Linked DNA regions of Mus musculus: regions 1 and 2 are each linked to region 3. Evidence: chromatin contacts called from public HiChIP or PLAC-seq data. All regions are on one chromosome and are shown on one strand. Each heading gives the region's core, a stretch centred on a gene start, on an enhancer-like site or on the middle of the called end of the contact. The rest is flanking DNA. Distances are from core to core; before and after follow the strand shown.

The links. HiChIP or PLAC-seq counts read pairs in DNA pulled down with a chosen protein or histone mark.
Region 1: a FOXA1 HiChIP or PLAC-seq map of pancreatic cancer cells shows a contact between it and region 3. The contact joins two enhancer-like sites. A contact is called at or near these places in 1 of 39 promoter capture datasets (embryonic stem cells), 2 of 115 datasets of contacts at active chromatin or transcription factors (embryonic stem cells and pancreatic cancer cells) and 1 of 9 other capture datasets (liver).
Region 2: a FOXA1 HiChIP or PLAC-seq map of pancreatic cancer cells shows a contact between it and region 3. The contact joins two enhancer-like sites. A contact is called at or near these places in 2 of 115 datasets of contacts at active chromatin or transcription factors (extraembryonic endoderm stem cells and pancreatic cancer cells) and 1 of 9 other capture datasets (adipose tissue).

The regions. Positions count from the first base shown.
Region 1 is chr7:134,772,448-134,775,247 of GRCm38.p6, forward strand. It overlaps Dock1 (dedicator of cytokinesis 1), which reads left to right. Exons shown (of 52, transcript NM_001033420.2): 18 at 1-28. Among named protein-coding and RNA genes, the nearest start is that of Dock1, 100 kb to the left of the region's middle. Within about 2 kb of position 1,499, at least 83 of the 459 cell types and tissues checked have an H3K27ac peak or open chromatin away from gene starts, as enhancers often do. A contact at or near this core is called in pancreatic cancer cells, where this site is marked.
Region 2 is chr7:133,083,693-133,086,933 of GRCm38.p6, forward strand. It overlaps a transcript of Ctbp2 not described here. Among named protein-coding and RNA genes, the nearest start is that of Gm35364, 38 kb to the right of the region's middle. Within about 2 kb of position 1,934, at least 17 of the 459 cell types and tissues checked have an H3K27ac peak or open chromatin away from gene starts, as enhancers often do. A contact at or near this core is called in pancreatic cancer cells, where this site is marked.
Region 3 is chr7:133,792,196-133,795,115 of GRCm38.p6, forward strand. All of the region lies in intron 1 of Fank1 (fibronectin type 3 and ankyrin repeat domains 1), which reads left to right. Among named protein-coding and RNA genes, the nearest start is that of Fank1, 17 kb to the left of the region's middle. Within about 2 kb of position 1,481, at least 132 of the 459 cell types and tissues checked have an H3K27ac peak or open chromatin away from gene starts, as enhancers often do. A contact at or near this core is called in pancreatic cancer cells, where this site is marked.

The sequences.
Region 1 (2,800 bases), core at 249-2,748, 980 kb after region 3:
GTGTGTTCCACGAAACTGACCCAGAACGGTGAGTTCTAGAATTCCTCCCTCTCCAACACATCCCTTTTGGCTGCGTGTTGAGTGGAGGAGTTTCCTGTGGGTGCGTGGACGTCACCCACTGTGTCCTTTGATAAGGACCTCCATAGATGTCGATGAGCTTGGGAAGAGGAAGTGGCATCCGTCAGAGTTTAAAACTCACACTTCTATTTTGGGCTGAGGACTAACTTAGCAGGGAGATTAAACAATGGGAGGACTTAATTTTATTTTTAAATGTGTTTATTTGTGGTGTATGTGGGGGCAGTCAGAGGACACACTGGCTTCTTTCCTTTCTCTGTGTGAACAGTGGGGCTTGAACTCTGTTCATCAAGCTTGTTAGCGAGCACCGTAACCACTCTTCCGTCTTGTCAGCCTTCCTCTTGGAGAAGTTTTCCAGGCAAAAGAAGGAAACAAGGCATCATGGGGAATACACAAGGTTTGAAAACAGATCAGAGAAATGGAGTTGAACCTTCATTCTAACTTAACCCTGGAAATGACCTTGAGTAACGAAGCTTTTAACCCAGCTCTTCCCGCTGGTACACATGTGAATAATGCCTGCTTCCGGAGCGTTCTGGCTAGTGTATACACACTGTCAGATGTGAGGTACTCCCTTCTCTGTGTCTTCCTCTGTCTTGATTCTCCTTGAGATAATTCCCAGTTATCTCTCTTTGGAGAAGTTGATTGGCCTGATATGTTTGGGCTCCCTGCTTACAGTGTGAGATAAGACCTCCTTGCTGGTTCTAGTCCACCAAGCTCAGCCTAATGTGGCAGGTCACTCATCAGCTGATGCCTCGGCCCTGGGCTGACTGAGTTCATTTCCCACTGCTTGCAGCCTCCTCGGAGTCATGGCAGCCCGGTGGCGATACTTCTTATTCAGGGCACACCAGTACCGTTGCCGTGACTCTGTCTGGAGGAGGCAGAGGCTCTCTGCACAAATCCTTCATTTAAAAGCCGCGTCCTCCTAATGTGGCCGTATCATAGCTGTGCAGAGACTTTATGCTCTCTTGAAATGGAGCTTGAAAATCCAATTTTTTTCCCTCTTAACTGCCTGATAGGAGTTGTGATTATTAATGTCCGTCATTATCAGGAATCACATCTCGGTGTTGCCTGTCAGTCATGGCTGGAGTTTGAGATTTGCCGAGGAGCAGGCATCGTTTGGGCTTGCACTGGATTACCCTAGCATGGAAGAAGCCCGTCCTTTGGAAGATGGGACTCTGGAAGGGAGAAATGTTGCTGTCCTGAGGGCTGAGGCGTGCCAGTCAGGTGTCTTTCAAACTTTCGCCACCTGCTGCTTCCATCTCTCTTTACATTTTACATCTCTCTTCATTCTCAGCTTTGCCCAGTGAGGCTTTCCCACCCTTGGCCTCCCTAGTAAAATATTAGTGAGAGGCTGTGAGTCATCCAGACACATCTGAGTTGTTTGAGCCTATGTGAACACCGATACTTGGAGACCATTTGGACACTTCCTGGTTGCCAAGTCACCGTGGGTTTGAATCATTTCTGAAGGGTTCTTACTTGCTGCCTGTGGTAATCGCTACCAGCAAATGACCCCCCCCCCCCATCCCCCACTTCCCAGAAGGACTGGATTTGTGTAAGTGGGGGGGGGGGGGAGGGAGGATTGTGCAGGAGTTTGATTCTCAGGGACATGAGTCAGCTATGTGGGCTCCAGCTAGTGACTGGGCTGTGCAAAGAATGTCCCAGTACTAGGAATGAGATTCTCAGCGTGTACCTACATTGGGGTACATGAACTAATGTTTGTGCCTCATTCAATGCAGGCTAAGGGTGGTGTCCCCAGCTGGGTCATTGACCCCAAGTGTGTCTGCTTTAGTGTCTCAGCAGGTGCTGAGCTCTGCTCAGCTTCTCACTTTGGAGGAAGCCACTGTCTTATATGTGGGTCAGTGTTCCAGATGCATCGCTAGTTGTCTGAAATTTGATCATAATTTCCTATCAAAACAAGTCTCATCCACAGTATCTCTTTAAAACATGCGGGGGGGGGGGAACCTCCCAGGGTGGTGTGTGGAATACTTTCTTACCTTACAGCTCCTTGAATCTCACCATTTGCAGGGTGATTCCCTCCCTGGTACCCAGTGAGAGAGCCCTGGTCTCTGCAGCAGCTGTTGCCAAGCAACAAGGAAATTCCAAAGTGATGCTGCTCACTGAACAGAAGGAAGAATCTGGCTTTCATTTCATGCAAGCATTGATACCCCTTTTTGGGATTGTGCCATGCCAGGAGTGTATAAGATGGGGGTGCCCTAGTTGGCGCCTGAGTGTGGAGTCCCAAATTCTCCTCTGAGGGAATCATTTTTCCTGAAACCATAATTTGTTCTCGCAAAGTTCCATTACTTAGGGAAAGAAAAGCAGGGGCTGAATTATTCATCAAGGTTTGTATTAAAGATCTCTGTCCTCAGCGCTGTGTGGGCTGCCATAGGGGATAGGACAAGAACTGTAAGATGCGATCCCTCCTCTCAATTAGCTTACTGTATAATGAGAGGGAAAGGAGTCATGAAACAAAGGATAATTATGAACCCAGCTGTGTTGAGTCCCCGGGACTGGAGGCCTTTCCTGCCTGGGTAGCTCTGTGGGGGAGGGACAAACTTTTTCCTTCAGCACTGCCCAGTGGGGTGATTTGTGAATTTTCTCATTTGAACTTTTTCCTCAAATTTGCAATACAGAGCCCAGATGGGCAGTACAAATGTTATAATCCAAGTTTTTTGTTGGGTGGGATGGGGTTTGGTTGCTGAGGCAGGAGAATTTACAAGTTCAA
Region 2 (3,241 bases), core at 684-3,183, 710 kb before region 3:
CATAGCCACTTGACAAAACTGGCCCTCTCAGAAGTGGATGAAGTATGATCAGTCTAGTGTTTCTCAATCAAGAGCCAGATCGGAGGAAAAGAGAAACACTCTTCCCCTGCCTGGTCTTAGTAGGTGTGGCACAGGCTGTCTAGTTGACAGCCCATACATACATAGTGAGGAGGGAACACAATTGCACCTCCAAGAGGGCTTCACGGAGGTGGCCATCCATACCTGGTGGAATTTCAAGCTGGAGATTCGACAGAGCCTGTAGCCTTCAGCCTGAGCCTAGGATGCCAGCTTATTTAGTGGATTAAAAACATTAAAAGGCTTGGAAGACTGTCAGAACCTTTCAGGCAGGTACCCACTGTTACTAGAGGGTTGGAAGAAGCACTTACAAAAAGAGTGGAGCTACAGAGCACCTATGAATTCACACACTTGTCTCAGCAGATACTTGCTGACAGTGCAGCCTTGAGTGGTGCCCTGAGGATGTACCAGGGGAAATTGTCTTGGCAGGTTTCTCTAAGAACTTCCAGGAGTATACAGCCAGACACAGAAATGACTTAGCCGATTAAGATCACCGCCGTTCCTAAAGCAGGAACCACAGGATCCTAAGCAGCCTCAGTACAGGCTTGCCTGGCAACCTTTCCTGCCTCAGCAAGGGAGGGGCAGCCAGGCCCACTAACCCTCACCTTTCCCCTCTTCCACTCGGGGTCAGAGATAGCGCACTGAGCTGCAGACATGAACGGAACAGTAGGCGCCATGGGGATTCGCACCAGCCCAGTAAGCAGAAAGCGATGGATGTGCAGGCACGTGGGGACTAAGAATCAGACAGGACATCCAGAAATAAGTGGGGTTCAAGGGCCAGCAGCTGAAGGGGTGCAATCTCTTCCACTGAGCTCAACTTTCTGGGCCCCGGGGCGATCCAGGTCCTGGGGCATCATGGCTCCTGAATCACCACTTTGAGTATCATGTGCCTGGTCTAAGTACAAGCCTACTCCAGGAAGGCCTGACCTATCGGGCATGAAGCAATGTGTTTGGGTTGTTCCACGGGGAAAAGCAATTTATACAACCATCCACTGCAGGGCAGAATTAAGCAGCCCCTATCAGACACACAGAGCATGCACCAGCATGGTGCCATCTGGGCAGGTCTGGGATGCTGTCACTTTTGAGCAGGCAGGTTCTCAATTCTATTAACCACTGCCTTTATAATAAATAAGCCACATTAACTAACTTGGAAACAATTTCCTTCATGGAGGATGAAAATGATCCTGTAAACTAATTCTTCTGGTGTCCTTCATAGCAAGGTGGGTATCACCACACTTGAGGACAACCTATCCTTACCTGGGAGGCTCAAGAGTGCCAATGGCAAGGAAGAAAGCATCCTTTGGGCAGGACTTTACATATCCAGGTTTTGTGGAATTCAGCAAACTGAGGAACAGGAAACATGTCCGGCTGGCTTTAGGTTGTAAGAATGTGAAAAGCCTCAATGTCTATCTGTAGCTTGGGGAACTCGTGTCTTCAAATAGGACAACCAGTGACAACTGTAAGCAAGCCTTGGAAGCCCCATACGTTAGGACAGTAAAATAGACAGTGTCCCAGCGCGGATACAGACATAGCCATTCAAGTGCCCAAGCCTTGGCTGGGTCTCCACAGACTACTAGGTGACAGGAAGCACAGTCCTGGGAGACTTGAGGGGACATTGGGTGACAAGAGCATCCCTACCTCACTGGCTCCTAGAAGGAGGGGGAGGGGAAAGGGGATGGCATAGCAGGTGGGGAGTCTTGGCAGTCACTGGAAACAAGGAATGCCCCTTGATTATCGGGATCTGCTAAGCAAAGCTGCTTGAGGCCAAGTTGGAATGAAAAGTTGGACCCATGAACATCAACAACCCACACACCGATGTCATTTTGTGACCTCAACATGAGTCACCACACCCAAACCTGCCCAGCTAGCCAGGAAAGAGAAGGCAGCTGCTGTGATCAGCCTGACCACGGGCTCCCCAGGATGGGGTGTGAGGCAGTGTCTATAGGAACTTGAAGGACTACAGACTAACCATCTTCTCTTAAAACAGGGACATGAGGAATGCCTGTCAGCAGATCAGGAGTCCCTGAAATCCAACCTAGCTCAAAGATGTCTGACCGCCAAAATCTTCAGCCAAAACTCACTAGGGCACCTTTCAACCTCTGCCCAAACATCACCTAACGGAGTCTCACCTCGGGCCCAGCATCCCAAACAGTACCCAGGTCAAAATGACCACTGAGGACCACGCTACTGTTTGAGAGATTCGGGAACAGGCAGGGAAGAAGTAGATACAAGAGGAAGCCCAGGTTGAACTAGCACCAGCTAGGCATCCCTCTCCCCATGACAGTGAGATGCTCCCTGAGAGCCTAAGCACCAGGCAGCTACCAATACTCAGCTGAACAAAGGACAAGGGGCATTGAGTGGAGTCCAGAGAGGTGTGGCCAGACATTTGGGACACAGACTGTCACTATAACAAGATAGAACCTAGACACTTCAGGTTCCATCTTCAGCGTAAGGCTGAAGGTCAGGGGGAGGCATGATGGGAGCATGAAGAATCTACAGGGCAGAGTTCTCACAGAGCCACTGGAGGAAGCATTGATCATCTAGCTCTAGGAGCCTTCTTTGAAACTTTGGCTAGCAAGATGGCTCAGTGGGTAACTCCGAAGGTCCTGAGTTCAAATCCCAGCAACCACATGGTGGCTCACAACCACCTGTAATGAGGTCCGACGCCCTCTTCTGGTGCATCAGAAGACAGCTACAGTGTACTTATATAATAATAATAAATAAATCTCTGGGACGGAGCAAGGAGCAAGAAGGGACTGAGTGAACAGGGCTGACTGGAGCAAGCAGAGGTCCTAAAATTTAATTCCCAACAACCACATGAAGGCTCACAACCATCTGTACAGCTACAGTGTACTCACATACATCAAATAAATAAATCTTTAAAAAAAAGAAAAATCAACTTTGGCATATTTTCCCTAGTCTGAGACAAGTGGTCAATATTTACAGAAAAGTAAAAAGTCACTACGTGAGAGGTTTGGTAACATTAGGAATATTGTGTTACCTATATATACCATATATTATGTGAGAGGCCATACATATAGTTTGGTGTGATGAGAGATACAGATTTCAAGCATTCCAAAATATGTAAAAATATAAGAATATCTATAGGTCAAATGGGAAATGAAATATAAAACATATGCAGATTTTTTATTTAAAAATATTCTCT
Region 3 (2,920 bases), core at 231-2,730:
CATACTGCAGGCTGTCTATATGATGAGAAAAGAAAACACAATCCCCAACAGCACCTGTCAGCAGACAAGAAATGTGGTATCAAACATGCTCTATCAAGGTCTGCTTATGAAAAGGTCTCCTTAGCTTTGGACCTGAGTCCCACATTGTCAGTCTGCAGAGACTGAGGACTGGGCTGCTGTCAGTGTCCTGATCACTATGCGGGTTGGCTGACTGAAGGTAAAACAGAATCAGCAATCACACAGCATCCTGCCCCACCCCCACCTCACCCCGTCTTGGGGTTACCAGAGATCTTTCTCACGGAGGTCAAGTAGAACTTCCGCTTTGGGATGCCACTGGTGAAAATTATTTGCACATGGGATAAAGCCTGTTGGTTCTGCCATTTTAAAGGACTAATACCTGTGCCACAAACGTGTTGGGGGGGGGGAGGGGGGAAGGAGCGATGAACCCAGATCACCACGCTCCTTCCCTTAGCTTGGGGACCAGCATTACCATAAGTTGCTAACTCATTAAGATAATCTTTTTTTCTTTTTAAAGATGATTCTCACTATGTACCTTTGGCTGGTCTGGCCTTCCAGATGTAGATCAGGCTAGTCTAGGTCTCCCAAGAGACCTGCCTGTCTCTGAGTTTGAGATTAAAGGCATTTGCTGGGTACTGTAGGTATTGTATCATATTAACTGTCTCTTCCCATAGTACTAACTGAAATCATTGGCAACCTGAACTTCTTGCCTTCTGTGAGACGTCTGGCTGTTGGAAATCTAAATTGATGTGGTGTGAAGACACTAATGAGATAAACATCTGGTTGGCCTGCTGCTTCTATCTAACATGCTGTGACTTCAGTGTGAGCCAGTGCTAGCCAGCCACTTGGACCCCCTAAAAAGCTTCTAAAGAGCTTTAAGTGAGGTGCCACATGTCTGTAATCACAAACCTTGGGAAGTCAGCTATCCACTTACACTCTGTCTCCTCAAAACCCCCAATGTTTCAGAAAGCACAAAATGTAATGATTCACCAGGCAGTGGTGGCACACGCCTTTAATTCCAGCACTTGGGAGGCAGAGGTAGGCAGATTGCTGAGCTCGAGGCCAGTCTGGTCTACAGAGTGAGTTCCAGGACAGCCAGGGATATACAGAGAAACCCTGTCTCGAAAACACCAAAAAAAAAAAAAAAAAAAAAAAAAAAAAAAAAAGTAATGACTCCCGTGTCTTGGGAATACAAGACAGTGACTCACTGGCAATGAGCCCAGTTACAATTTGTCTGTTTGATTCTTGGGAAGGGAAAGAACAAGCAGACAGACAGGTGCTGAGGAAGGGTTGTTGCTTCCCGCCCCATGATCCCAGAGCTGTGTCAATGACTTGCTACTCTTTGATGATTACAAACGTCTGATTCAAAGGTTTCTCTTCTCTGACACCTAAACTCCATCCTCCAGTGGCCTGCCAAGAGCTGGGACTGTCCCAAGGCTTGGTGCCCTGTGAGCTCTCCTTACAGCCCTGTCAGTATGAGTCAGGCTGGCTTGCCACAGCTCTTTCCTGCTAAATGTGTCTCTTGTGATGACACTCTGCCCCACTTCAGCTGGCATCTGTTTACTTTGAGTTAATTTTAGATAGAGCAGATTAATCATTACATCGCAATGATGCCAGCAGCACAGTTGGCAAGTCACAGAGGGGCACAGGAATCAGGAATCCTGACTGAGTGTCAGCCCCTGCCTCTCTCCAGTTGGGATAGGTGGGTAAGAGGAGAGACAGACCTTCCCTTTGGGATCCCTGTGGATGAACAGAGCTGTGCCTGGTGCCTGCCGCCGGGCCTGGCCTATGATGACTGTGCATGCCATGCCAGAAGAGTTAGCAGAACAAGATCCAGAAGAGAATAAATAGAATCAGATTTGAGTCAGGAAGCCCAGGCCCGGAAGTCTGACAGCGCAGAGCTTGTGGGTGTTATTGGGGCAGACCTGTCCTCTTTCACAGGGCAGCAGCTAGCTGGAATCTCTGCATCACTTTAGCCTTAGAATGGTTGCTTCTCCCCAATACCTCCTGCCCTCCTGGAATTAATCAGAGCAAACTCCACTTTGGGGAGTGTGGTGGTTTCCAGTGTCATACAGGGCGACCACATTTATCTTATAGATTTGTGTTCCTTTTCCCCTTCATTGCCCACATTCGTTTCTGCTTCTTTTCTGTTCTTTTTGGTCTCATTTGTTATCTCTGTGCCTGACCCCCACCAGGTCAGAAGCTCGGCTTGCTAGACAGGGAGGTGAGGCACAGGCACTTACCTCATCACTTGACTTAGAAGGACAGGGCAGAGAGCTGGATAGAGACTACCACGTGATGCGCGGAAGAGACATGCTTTCTTCCCTTGCTTTCTCTCTTTTCTCTCAGGACCTGGTTCATGCTGGGCAACGGATTGTGCCACTGAGCTATGTGCCAGCCCCCAAAGTGTTCCTTCTCAACTATATCAGTACTGAAGATTAAAAACTCAATTCTTCCTAGCAAGGAAAATAAATATGAATTTTCAACTGGGCTTTGTAGACCCTTGAAGGATTTGGTTTCTGCCATGCTCTCTGCCCGCCCAGCCTTGGGAAGCAGTTTTTCCTCCTGCTATGGCCCTAGTGGAGAGGCAGCAAGCTTAGAGGCTCCTAGCTGAAGAGTGTCCTTTCCTTCCCTGAAGTGAGGTCTGTGTGTTCAGGGCTGGATTCCAAAGGTGGGGCTGCTGGCAGCAAGCTGTGTGATTAACCGAGGAGACAACAGTAAAGACCAGGAAAGGCTGGGTAGACAGGTAGGTCTGGTTCCTCCACATTTGAGGTCAGCAGGGTGTGTGCCAACCTGGCTTGGCCCTAACTCCAGTGTCTAGCTATCAGTCCTGCTGTCTGACCAGCTTCCCAAGGCTGGCCAGTCTGCTGCCCACAGATCTCTTGGAGAAACAAGGACTCAG